2 separate regions of the Ovis canadensis genome follow, and region 1 is linked to region 2. A link is a contact called in public Hi-C data. All regions are on one chromosome and are shown on one strand. Each heading gives the region's core, a stretch centred on a gene start, on an enhancer-like site or on the middle of the called end of the contact. The rest is flanking DNA. Distances are from core to core; before and after follow the strand shown.

The links. A called contact is a pair of places that touch in the nucleus more often than the background predicts.
Region 1: a contact with region 2 is called in a Hi-C map of lung, with 7 times the contacts expected there. The contact joins the promoter of SPRY1 here to the enhancer-like site in region 2. A contact is called at or near these places in 2 of 2 Hi-C or Micro-C datasets (fibroblasts and lung).

Annotation. Positions count from the first base shown.
Region 1 is chr17:44,826,425-44,832,710 of ARS-UI_OviCan_v2, reverse strand. SPRY1 (sprouty RTK signaling antagonist 1) reads left to right here and starts at 3,758. Exons shown (of 4, transcript XM_069557465.1): 1 at 3,758-3,926; 2 at 4,677-4,904; 3 at 5,260-5,556.
Region 2 is chr17:44,449,701-44,456,468 of ARS-UI_OviCan_v2, reverse strand. No RefSeq gene overlaps it. Among named protein-coding and RNA genes, the nearest start is that of SPRY1, 380 kb to the left of the region's middle. Within about 2 kb of position 3,593, the one cell type or tissue checked has open chromatin away from gene starts, as enhancers often do. A contact at or near this core is called in fibroblasts, where this site is marked.

The sequences.
Region 1 (6,286 bases), core at 2,509-5,008, 380 kb before region 2:
AATATTAAGCATTCTTATAGAAGGCATGCCCAGAGTCATTTGATCAAATAAATATTCTACTTTTATTTTCCCAAACAAAGGATAAACTATAGCCTTTGGCATAGGTTATTTCAATAGGAAATAAAGATTAAAGCAGGCAAGCCCCAGGAGATGTTTTAAGTTGTTTCCATTTTAATGAAAACATGACTTTGTTTTCTTCCTGTTCTATCGTTGGGGGCAGTTCAAGGTTTAAATTAACCTAGGTTCTTGTGTACTTGTCTCTGAAGATGAAGTGAGCAATAGATAGTTGTGGAAATGAGAGATTAATAACTTTTGTTAAACAGAATCAAAGAGAATACCACATGATCATTATAATAGCCATTCTACTCCTAGATTCAGGAATCAAATCAGCAGAAGAGATGACTAATCTTGTTTTCTTGTGAAAATGAAGAGCAAGTCAAGGCTCAGAAGGGAGTATTTAATAATACGGAAGAGGAAACAAGACAGGATTTATTCTTCAACTGGGTAGATAAGAAATGAAGACTTGTTTTGTAATAGGGCAAAGATGTTTCCTTAGACGTCTTACCATGTGGATTTAATTAGCAAAATCTTTGATATGTAGTAGTGATGCAGTTTGTCTGAACTCCTGTCGCTTTGATTCTCTGTGAAGGAATATGACACTTTGGTAATGAAGGGCACCAATTCAAAGCCCTGCCATGTGCATTTATTTCTTTTTTTTACAACTTGTAGAAAAATAGAATCACTTGTGACAAAATACACAAACGGTTAGCTGTAGAATTATAGAGCTGACAGAAACTCTACAAATCATTCAGTGTAATTTATTCAGCTGCTTGATATGCCCACTTACAGAATTTGAAACCAATACAGAACATTAGTATTTCAAATAGGGCAGAAGGATGAGAATTATACTTATGAAAATGAAAAGAATGTGTATGGAAAATTTACAGAATAGGTTGGTCTATTTCTGTCAACTACAAAGATTGTTTACGAAAGGAAACTGAAAATAAAATGGCTTATCCTTGCCAGCTTTTCTTGGGAAGTATAGTAATATAGTGACTACTGCCCTAAAAGGAAAGTAAAGAGTTTCCATTCCTGTTTCTTCATTAATCTATTAGACACTTATGGGGTAACTCACCAGTATCTGTTATTATTTTGTTTGTTTCTCAGTAAAATCAAACATTATATTTATTATCACGAGTTCACAGAAACATTGGAAAGATTAATAAGGTATTATTTTTCAAGAGCTTGGAACACATTATGGTTCTGCAATTTTGGCAAATAAAGTAGATAAATGAATAAGTTAAGCCTTAGTACTACACTTTTTTCTTCTTTTTTAAAGCACTAGTAGTTGCCAAGAGTTACCAGACATTTTTTTTGTTCATTTTACTTTGTTGTTTTTTCAAAAGTCAAATCAGTAGAAGAAATATCGAATCTTGTTTTCACATGAAAATGAAGAATAAATGAATTCACTTTCCATTCTGCCTTATTCTTTTAGATCTTAATATAGTAAACTGAAAATTATGGTACAATTTCTCATGGATATTTACATTGTTTTTCCTTTTCAGGAAAACTTCGTATACTAGCTGTCTATTTCTAGCCATAGTACACTGTATTAAACTTTCTAAATAAATAACAATGTCTATTTTAAGCAAAAATTTTAGAATTTCAACAGACTTAAGAGTTGTAGGCAATCAGAAAAGGGGGCAGGTTTTATTAAATGTCTTCTAGATCAGCAGCCCCCACCTTTTCAGCATCAGGGACTGATTTCATGGAAGGAAGTTTTTTTATGGACCAAAGAGGGGAAGGAATGGTTTCAGCATGATTCAAGAGCATTACATTTTCTGTGCACTTTATATCTGTTATTATTACATCAGCTCTACCTCAGATCATCAGGCATTAGATCCTGGAGGTTGGGGACCCCTATTCTAGCTCCAGGGTGGCAAGGTTATACATATATTTATTTATACTATAATATTTAGAGGAAAACATATTGATGCATTTCAGTGCTAAATGATATAGAGGGTCATTGTTCATACTATTTGATTTCTCAATAGAACATGATCCATGATGATGATGTTATAGATAACATTTTATGGATTTTATTTATTATTGTAATTTAAAAATACTTAATTTCACAAAGATTGTAATTTAATAATATACCTTGGTTGAAATAGTTTGAAGGTTATTTGTAACAAAAATTTTCAAATATATTGTTGTAGGATTTATGGAAATAAAATGTTCAGTGCTCCCTCTCCTGGTTTTATCATACTGGTGAACTGACCTCTTGTCCCCAAATTGTGGTGATAGCAGAGAAGACAATTTTGAAAAACCAAATAAGATACCATCATGGAATATTGTATTTCTGATTTGACTCTTTCAAACCCATTCAAATTGTCCAAGAAACTTATCCACTGGTTAGCTTATTACTTCTCCAAATATTATGAGATATATGAAAATATAAAATATGTACAATAATTTGACTTTAGCCTTTGAAACAGCCTATTTTATTACAATTTATATTATTAAGAGTGAATAGGTAGCTTCTTGGTTTAATTCTTGTTCTGTGTTATTTTCTAGTAATGCTTTCTTGTTGATGGTTTTAGCAGTGCCCTAGGGTCCTGAAAGGTCATTCCAAATAGAACTTTAATTATTTTAAAGAACTCAAATATTAGAAAATCTCGAATAGAGAAAAAAAGTTTCAAAAGAACTACTATTGTAAAGAAGAATATTAAAAAATCACTGAAATGTCCATACTCAAATTTATATGATTTTTTACTGAAGTTTTGTTTGCTTTATTTCGTCAAAGACTTTAAGCTACTTCTTATATGTAGGACCCGGAAAAAATATTTCCCTTTCCATTTACTATATTTTTCTGGGTTTTAGGTATCTTTTAAGAATCTCTGTGGAAGCTCAAATTCCACATATTATTACCCTCACAGCAGCATGAAGTACATGATTTTGATAATAAATGTCTAAAATCCAATAGTCTGTAAGGAAACAAAAAGCATTTTTCCTACTGATTAAAATGCTTTTTTTTTTTTTCAGTGACACATCATATATGCTTAAGAATTATAAAACCTCTTAGGAAATTATTTCTGTTTTAATTGATTTCTATTCAGCTGATTTTTAAAAATAAACTTATTTTTTCAAAATTAGATAAATATCTCACAAAATTGAAGGAGTCTGGGATTTTTACAATTTTTATTTTGGGGAAATTACATCACAAATCAAGAGAGCAATTATTATAAAATCTACAGCAGGAAATCATACCTTTATCACATATTACATACATTTGCAGTAAAGCGTGCCACGTTTTAGATTTCACATATTCTGAACTTTGCTTTAAATTGGGTCTGTAATGGCATATCATCATCTTTTTAATATCAATATACATTATCTAACTGATCAGTAGTGAGGGCTTGATATACAACTTTTTAATCTTTTCTTCTTCAAAGTTGTTTTCTAATTCCACTTTTAAGGGTAGATTTCACCAATCTTTTTGCTGAGATTTGATAACTGAAGACTGCTAACTAAATTTAAAGGTATTCTTTTATGACGAAAGGCATTTGAAGGATTTTTTGAGGCAATCCACATTTTCAGAGGATGTTTGTTAGGGGAGTGTACAGGGCGATATATCCTAGTGGGTACTCATAAAGGAAAGAGGAAACGACTGTTGGGGAAATCCTGCTCCAGGTTTTCAGGCAGCCCGTATGATTGACACATGATATCACTGGAGGCGTGTCCTGGAGTGGAGGTGGAGGTGGAGGCAAAGAGCTGAAATTCTGCGGAGCCGGAGTGGGACTGCTCTGTAAGGCACGCAGTGGTTTGCAGAGTGATAGCCGCAGACACAACTCCCAGCCCTGGAAAAGGAACAGCTACAGTTGCTGTAAATGTGCCTGAAAAGCAATTTCCAATCTTTGCTTTAGGTAAGAACTGTTTCCTTCCTTTCCTTCCGTAGACATTTTAAGGAAAGATCAGGTGAGAAATGTTGGCTTTTGCAAGGAACTGATTATTTCTTTGAACTCGCTTTAGATCTAAGATTACTGGTTGCATTTCAAATTACCAGTAGCATTCCCACTGCTAAAACGAATGCTCTTAAAGTAAATGCTACCACTAAAAGAAAAAGCAAGGTCCTTTTCCTCCCCACCCCCACAACCCCCCCAGCCGAGCAGTAACAAGTTTCAAGTCTGAAACAGTCGGATGTGTGAAAGAAGAACTGGGTGGTTTTTCTTTTTTTTCTTTTTTTTGCCAAAGAGGGACTGGCATTCGGTGTGTGGACCAAATGCATGTTTGTTTAGGCATTGTTGGCGACCGAATCCCCAGAAGCAATTGTTTAAAACCTGAATTTCCCGTCTCTGTGTATTGATTTCCAATGCGCAGAAGCGTCGCTTGAACGTTGTTTGAACTCTTAGGCATTCCAAGGGGCAAAAGCACTTCGGCAAAAACGTGCAAGACTGCATGTTACTTTGGTTCGCTGCTGACACGCCGACTGTGCGCCCGCCTGTCAATCACAGGGAGCAGCAACAGCCAGCACATGGCAGCGGGTGCGGGCGGCTGGCGAGCTGGCGAGCGGCCCTCTCCTCTCCACTCTTCGCCCGGGCGGCGGAGCGCGCGGCGAGTCCAAGTGCCTGGAAAGAAAGGGAAATTAACGTGTTCTTATCTCTAATCGTTTGTAGCAGGCGTTTCGGCCGCAGAACAGGAGGGTCGGAGGACTGGGAGTGATCGCTGCCGGGAGAGGCTGACTGCCAGGACCGGAGTTCCCAGGAACGCCGTGCCCCCACTTGCCCGCCGTGCGGGATCGAGAAAGTGCCTGGACCTGCGCGGGAGCCAGGGACGACGCCCCGCCTTCTCCCCGGAGGAGAACCCCAAACCTCGCTCCCTTCACCACCGCCCCTTAAAAGCGGGTAAAAAACAAAATCCCACCCACCCCCACCCACGGGGAGCGGCGGTCGGGCCTCTCAGGCGTGTACTCCCTGCGCGGCTCCGTGACTCGTCCGTGGACGCCGGTTCGAGCCCCGTCCCGGGCGCCGCGGAGCCTCAAACGTCCGTGACGTGGATTTCCACGCGTCAGGAGGCCGCCACTCCCGCCTTTCCCGCGAGGAGCGACTGGACCCCGAGGAAAACTCTGGTCCGAGCACAGCGGCGGGTCGGCCGGCCAGTCACGCACTCCTCTCCCCGCCGCTCCCCAGCTCGCCTTCCGTATAGACCGGGAGAGCCCTCCTGAAGGGATTTCTTTTTTTTTCCCCTGGTTCTTGGAAGGGGGCTACACGAGAAGAGCCCCGGAGGTGGATGTTACTGAGCTGCGCGGCGCACGCGAGCTGTGAGAGGTCTGCGCCTGGCCGCGCCGAGTCTCCAGAAGATTGTCCCCCGCAGCCGGAAGGGGGCCGCGGGGAGCGCTCCTGCCCCGGGGCAGAGGCCGCGGGCCGCCCGGCCGCAGCTCGGGCCATGCCTCCCCGTCCTCCCCGCCGCGGTTGATGCGGCGAGTGCACGCAGTCGCCCGCACCGGGACCCAGGCCGGGTTGCACTGCTTGGCCGCCCGCCCTCGCTTCGGCCTAGGTGAGTTTGGGGCGGCCGCCCTCGGGCTGCGGGGGCGGGAGGTGCACGGGCGGGGCGGGCCGGGCGGCAGGTGCGGGCCCTGGGGAGCGGCGTGGGGGCCCGGACCGCGCGAGGGGAAGGGAGAGTGGGGCCACCCCCTCTCGCGGCCCGGACGGCCCGCGGGGCGCTCAAAGCTGGGTAAGCCGGAGAGCGACCTTTCGCCTCCGCGCGGGACGGCGAAGCGGGGTCCCCAGTCCTCAGTCGCCTGCAGCGGCGGCGCGGGGACCCGGCGTGTCCTCTCGGGGAAACCCCTCCACTCGAAAGGTGCATTCGGGCAGGCTTGGAGCGGGGGGGAGGGTCCGAGGAGGACCGCGGAGCTGCTCGGCGGGTGCCCGCGGCGGGCTTTCGGGATCCGAGGATCCCTCGGACCGGGGCCTCCCGAAAGGCGTGTTCGCGCGCGAGTGCCAGAGCGGACCCCCGGTTCGCTGGGGAGCCCCTGGGCCGAGTCGGTGTGCGCCCGCGCGAGCTGCCACTTTATTCTTGTTGTGAGCGCGGCGGCGCGGCGAGGGGCGGGAGAGGGCACTGCCACTTTAAAAGTGGGGAAGTCCGCCCTCCTGAGGTAATGGTAATCTCAGCCTCCTCCCCTCCTCCTGCCCGAGAGAGAGAGAGGAGAGAGAGGGAGCGAGAGAGAATACTTGTTTTCATTCATAACTTTTTCCTTTTCCTTCCTCTCCGTCAACTATTTATTCCC
Region 2 (6,768 bases), core at 2,344-4,843:
TTTTCTGTTAGGAGAGAAATTACTGCATTTAGCTTTGGTGGGGCCTGTGTGTGTGCATGCTAAGTCACTTCAGTCATGTCCGACTCTTTGCGACCCTGTGGACAGTAGCCCGCCAGGCTCCTCTGTCCATGGGATTCTCCAGGCAAGAATACTGAAGGGGGTTGCCATGCCCTTCTCCAGGGGATCTTCCTGACCCAAGGATTGAACCTGTGTCTCTTATGTCTCCTGCATTGGCAGGCATGATATTTACCACTAGCTTCACAAAGGGTAGTTATCAGAAGAAGGGGGTGTGAAGCTGTTGTCCACTGAGCGATTTATAAAAGGAGTTACAAGCAGGTCGAGTCACAGATATAGGATGAGAGCCAGGTTGGTGATTGCTTGGTGGAATGTCAGTGCTGGGAAGAGGTCATGTGAAATTCAGACAAGAGAGCAGAGATGATGAGACAGGAGAACACACACTCTTCCATCCAAACCACGAATCCCTAAGCAGATCCACCTTTTGCTGTCTGTCCATAATGCTGTGTGTTGGAAATGGCCCTGTCCTCTTACTCTTGCCTGGATCACTCCCTTGCCTAATCCACTGCATCGGTTTCTCTCTGTGAAACCAACATGGCAGGCACCCTCCTCCTTTCAGTCCTTCCTGTCATTGGTGTGGAGTGCTGTGTATCTCTGAGTGTGTGCATAGAGTGATATGTTCATAGCTTTCCATTTGTAGATATTAAGTGATAGAGGCAGAATCTCTGTCTCTTTGGGTTCTCTTTTCCGGTAGCATACTCGAAGTTATTTAAGAAATGCTGAAATGAAGCTGATGGCATGTAATGTATATCTTGTTGGGTGTAAGCGTAAGAAAAATGAGAGACACTGATATTAAATCCTTAGAAGTCTTCTTATTTAAATCCTGTAGTTAAAAAAATCTGTTATTTGGGGAAGTAGTCCACATTTATTTATTTTGGACATAAAAGAAGTCAACTCTGGAAGGACCACTATTTCTTTTTTTGTTAATAGGTGTGTATGTTTTAAATTGGAGTATAGTTGCTTTACAATGTTGTGTTAGTTTCTACTGTACAGTGACATGCATCAGTTATATGTATGCATATATCCACTCCCTCTTGGGCCTCCCCTCACTCCCCACCCCACTCGTCTAGGTCATCACAGAACACTGTGCTGGATGTGACTACGCTGTGAATGTATTAATATATGCCCTTCCATGAATTCTTATATAGCCTGTATCTTTTCCTTGATGACTCAGAGTTGCTGTTATGCATGTCCATTATTGTTCTGTGCTGTAATGTGATGTTCTGGGGCTTTTTTCCCTGAATGCCCAGACAATCACACTGCTGACCTGCGGCTCTCTTCTCTTGCCGTACAGCTGGGCAGCTATGCTACTGGTAGTTCCCAACATACTTTCCTTTACCAGCACGCTGTCTTTCTTTAATGTACTGTTTCTAATCCATTGTGGCCTGGGAATCCAAGTAACACAGCTTGTTAGAATTGATCCTAATTTAAGAGTAAATGCCCCCAAGCAAGCATCTGTGCCCCCGAGTGAGTTTCTTTGGGAATCTATTCTCCAAGTTAGGTGTAATCAGTTTTAGTGCATGGTTGGCCAGAGTGATTTTTTTCTCTGCTTCTGAACACTCACACAGATCCAGCTGGCCAAGGAGGTGGTTGGCAGCATCCAGCAAGTTCTCAGGAGGAATGTTTTTTCCCCCCTTTACATTGTTTTCCAGGCCCTAAGTTATTTTTAAATATGATATATGTGGTTTTGTTTCATTTTAGGATATTGACGGGATAATATTCACTGGAGAAATAATTCCTTACTTTTAAAGCCTCCATCTTGGCCAGTTACCTTGGCCGAACTTTGGATAATGGTAATGTGTGGTTTGTTTTGGGCTAAGAGTTAAGAGTCTGTGTTGTTAATGACTGACACACAGCGACCATGTGTGTCAAAGCTGGGGGTTAACTAGAGAGGAAAAGCTGTGTGAGAATAACCTGATTGTGCCAAGAGGTCATATTTTAAACATACAGTCAACCCTCTGGAACCGCAATTTCCGCATCTGCAAAGTCAACCGACCGGAGCCTGTGGATTCAGATATCCGCTCTACTAGACCATTTTATGTAAAGGGCTTGAGCATCCTTGGTCTTTTTTTTTTTTTCAATCCACTGAATTCCTGGAACCAGTTCCCCACCCCCCCACCCCTCACCTCAACACACAGACACACACACATAGACACACAGATACTGAGGGGGAACTGGGCTGTCCGTAGCAGTAGCTGAAGACACGGGAGGAGAGCCAGGGTTTCCTAGGATGTCCTGCTGTTTATGAGTCAGGTTGTAGAAGGTCTTTGCATCTTAAGATGACACAAGTCAAAATGACAAGAGGAGGAATTTTGAGGTTGAAATCTGTAAGGCAGTTGAATAACAATCATTTGATTTAGTTTGAGTAAACTCCGGGAGTTGGTGATGGATAGGGATGCCTGGCGTGCTGCAGTCCATGGGTTTGCAAGGAGTTGGACACGACTAAGCGACTGAACTGAGCATTTGATTTAAGAAAAGAGAGTCTTTGAGCATAACTGGTTTCTCTTAGGTCCTTTTCAACTGTATTACATGCAAACTCTTGCTGTGAGAGAGTAAATGGTAAAGGGCAGAGAATATATAGAAGACTTGGAAGAGCCAAGTGTAAATAGTCACAGCCTTGAAAAATAATGCAGGTTTAGGAAAATGAGTGCTTCTATAAATCACTGGAAAACTTGATGATGATTTGCACTGCAGATGGGTTTTTAAAACAAGTGTGCAAGTTTGCTGCTGCTTCTCAACTCCCAATTGGATACTTAAAAAAAAAAGGCTCTTTCTCAATATCCTGTTCTTGTGCCTTATTAAAATCATTCTGGTACTCTGACCCCCACCCCTTGTTTCTTTCTTCTTTTCACATCTGTGTTTGGGGAGGATGTGACCCACTGTTCCCAGCAGTGGAGAGTGCCTGAAAGTCATGAGGACGAGATGGTGACCTAGCTACAGTGCGTGTGAAATGAGTGATGGGAAGAGAGAGGGAGAGAGCAAGACGCAGTACCGGGTTAGGAGTTGTGCAGTTATTTCTAGCTTTGAATTGTTTCCAAATCTCATACATTCACAGACAGCCTCGCCAAAGCCCACAGCTGTCATGCATTTTCAACAGATTCCACAGGGCCTGGATGAGGTTTGAAGGCATTCCTTTGCTCTTACACATTAGCTCCAAGGAATTACCGTAACATCTGATATTGTGGAAGTGGGATCTTTGCCATCCTGACCTTGCCCAGAGCAGTCCGGAAATAGGGGTCCAAGAATGTATTATCTCATATGGCCTGTAAGGGTCACCAGGGGCCCCCTCGGTGCCGTTCCAACCAAATACAGGCGCCCAATGTGCTCTACTTTTGGGGAAACTGTGCTGCTTCGTATGGACACAGTGGGCAGACACGTGTTCCCATTGCTATTTGGATGTTTGTCATAGGAAAGGCATGTTCCACTGGAGAAATTCCCAGCTGTCAGTAATGTGCTGATACACCACAGCCAATCATCGGAAGGCGAGCCAAATAAACAGGATGTTCACAGTGTGTGTGATTGCATGAGTGTGGAGCAAAACTTCTGCCCATTTCACAGCCTCATAATGGGATTGACATGCATTGCTTCATCTGCATCTGTCTGTTTAGGGTAGAAACACATAAACACCATGGAAACAACGTGTTAGAAAGCCATTTCTTTGCCTATGTGGGCTGTTGATATGGTGGGATGAAATCTGTGTAAACTGGGAATGAACGTTGCTTTAGTGTCATGAATTTACTTGCTGGGAAGTGCCTTCAGGTCATCCAAACACAGAGAGGAAATGAACAGATCGTCTGTGGCTATTGTGAATTGACTGAGGGGGCTGAGTGTCTCTGGCTATTTTTACACACGGCTGGAGTCATCTCCATTCTTTCTTCTTGTAAGCCACTAACTAGTTATTTATATAAATGTACAGAAACAAGTCAGAGTTATGTCATTGCCCTTTTCTCTTTGGAAATGCTGCTACTGTTAACTGCGTGCTGTGCTCACTCGCTCAGTCGTGTCCGACTCTTTGTGACCCCATGGACTGTCGCCCACCAGGCTCCTTTGTCCATGGGGATTCTCCAGGTAAGAATACTGGAGTGGGTTGCTATGCGTTCCTTCAGGGGATCTTCCCAACCCAGGGATCGAACCCAGGTCTCCCGCATTGTAGGCAGAATCTTTACTGTCTGAGCCACCAGGGAAGCCCACTGTTAACTATTGAAAGTGAAAGTGAAAGTTGCTCAGTGGTGTGTGACTCTTTGTGACCCCGTGGACTGCATAGTCCATGGAATTCTCCAGGCCAGAATACTGGAGTGCATAGCCTTTCCATTCTCCGGGAGATCTTTCCAACCCAGGGACTGAACCTAGGTCTCCTGCATTGCAGGCAGATTCTTTACCAGCTGACCCACAAGGGAAGCCCAAGAATACTGGAGTGGGTAGCCTATCCCTTCTCCAGCGGATCTTCCTGACCCAGGAATCAAACTGGGGTCTCCTGCATTGCAGGCAGATTCTTTACCAACTGAGCTATGAGGGAAGCCCTGTTAACTATTCGTGCCTAAATATATTCCTGAGGCAGCAATTTGGGAAGGGACAGTGGGGAGTTCCTTCAACATTCATGTGCAGAGTTCTTTGAAAAATGACATTAAATATCCTATTAGATGTCAAACCTTTTACTCCTCCAGAAATGTATATCCATTTGCCCAAGTTGGTACATTTATTCATAATAATAACAGTAGGTAACATTTACTGCAGATTTCCTATGTGCCAGTATTGGGTTCAGTCTTCAACATATGTTAACTCTTTTAATTCTCACAAAAGCATATTGTGTTGATATTATTATTATTCCTCTCCTAAAGATAAGGAAACTAGGGTTCATGAATGTTAGTAGGCTTGCCTAAGAAAATAGAGCTGGTGAAAGAGTGAGTTTGCAGCCAGGTTTGTTTGAGTACAGAACCCACGCACTTAACCACTGCTCTGTATGACCCTCATGTGTGTTTGCTTTATGGGAAATCTGATTCTGTTGCAGCCTCTGGTGTTATGTTCCATGGAAATGTGACTCCTTGTTCCTTCTTGAACAAGCTTGAGGGATAAAGATAATATTGGCATTCTCATGCCTGTTCATTTAGGATGCTTCACTAGCATAGCAGGTTGAAGGTTGAGGACCACGGTATGAAGACTCGGTCATGATTTTTTCAATTTTGATCTTTTAATTATGAATGTTGCATGCTGCTTTTGAGGCTTATTGCCCAAGATGCAGTAAATGAAGCCCAATCACATATCAGGATGCCTTCTTTTTAAAAAATTTTTATTTATTTATTTATTTTTATACTGTATTGGTTTTGCCATACATTGACATGAATCAGCCACGGGTGTAAAAAATTTTGACACCCTTTCATAGTTTTTAGGTGATAAGCATAGCTGAAAAAAGAGTTTTCTAAATGTACTGAATGTGTGCTTTGTTTTGTTGTTACTGATGCTTACTCACTCAGTCGTGTATGACTCTTTGAGACCCCATGGACTGTAGCCCATCAGGCTTCTCTATCCATGGGATTTCCCAGGCAAGGATACTGGAGTGGGTTGCCATTTCCTCTTCCAGGGAATCTTCCCAAACCCAGTGATAGAATCCATGTCTTGTGCATTGGCAGGTGGATTCGTTACCACTGAGCCACCATGGAAGCTTAGTTTGGTTAATGAACTTTTAAAAGACTTGCACTATGATATCGTCTAGCAGAGGACAGTACTACATAATGGTTAGAACCCAAGCTGTGGACTTGCATTACTTACTTTTTCTGTGACCTTGGGAAATATAGTTGATGTCTCTGTACCTTTTTCTCCCCCCATCTGTGCAATAGGGCACAGGGAAATAGCAGTTATCTTGTAGGATTGTTATTAAGATGTAATGAGAGGATACATGTAAAATGTGTAGTAAATATTCGGTTGTATACAGTTAATGCCTTTTGGCACTTTCTATCACCATCTTTGCATTAATTTTCTCCAGGGTTCTCACCGCAATAAAATGCACTGGATTATGAAATATTGGCTCCCTGAACTAGAACATCGGAGAAGGCAATGGCACCCCACTCCAGCACTCTTGCCTGGAAAATCCTGTGGACGGAGGAGCCTGGTGGGCTGCAGTCTGTGGGGTCGCTAACAGTTGGACATGACTGAACGACTTCACATTCACTTTTCATGTTCATGTATTGGAGAAGGAAATGGCAACCCACTCCAGTGTTCTTGCCTGGAGAATCCCAGGGACGGGGGGCCTCGTAGGCTGCCGTCTATGGGGTCGCACAGAGTCGGACATGACTGCAGCGACTTAGCGGCAGCAGCAGCAGAACTAGAACATAAGCTCCATGGAACCAGGTATGTTTTGCTCTCCTCTGTATCTTCATGGTCTAGGACAGCAGCCCATACCATCTCACAAATGTGTTGAATGAATTAGTTATTATTATCATCTATTTCAGACACTATGCTTTTAAAAACATCTGAAAATACTGTTCAGGTTTGCACAGTTACTGAGAGGCTTAAAATATGTTTGATTTGTAATCATAGAATTTAATAGTTTATAGAAACATCAGAGCATATAGAGTTTAACCTCTTCAATTTATAAGAAAACTTAAAATATCCTGAGGCCAGGAATATTAAGTGGTGTTCCCCCTGTTAAGAATTCCCCAGTGGCAGCTGAGATCTGGCATCAAGGCCTCTGACACC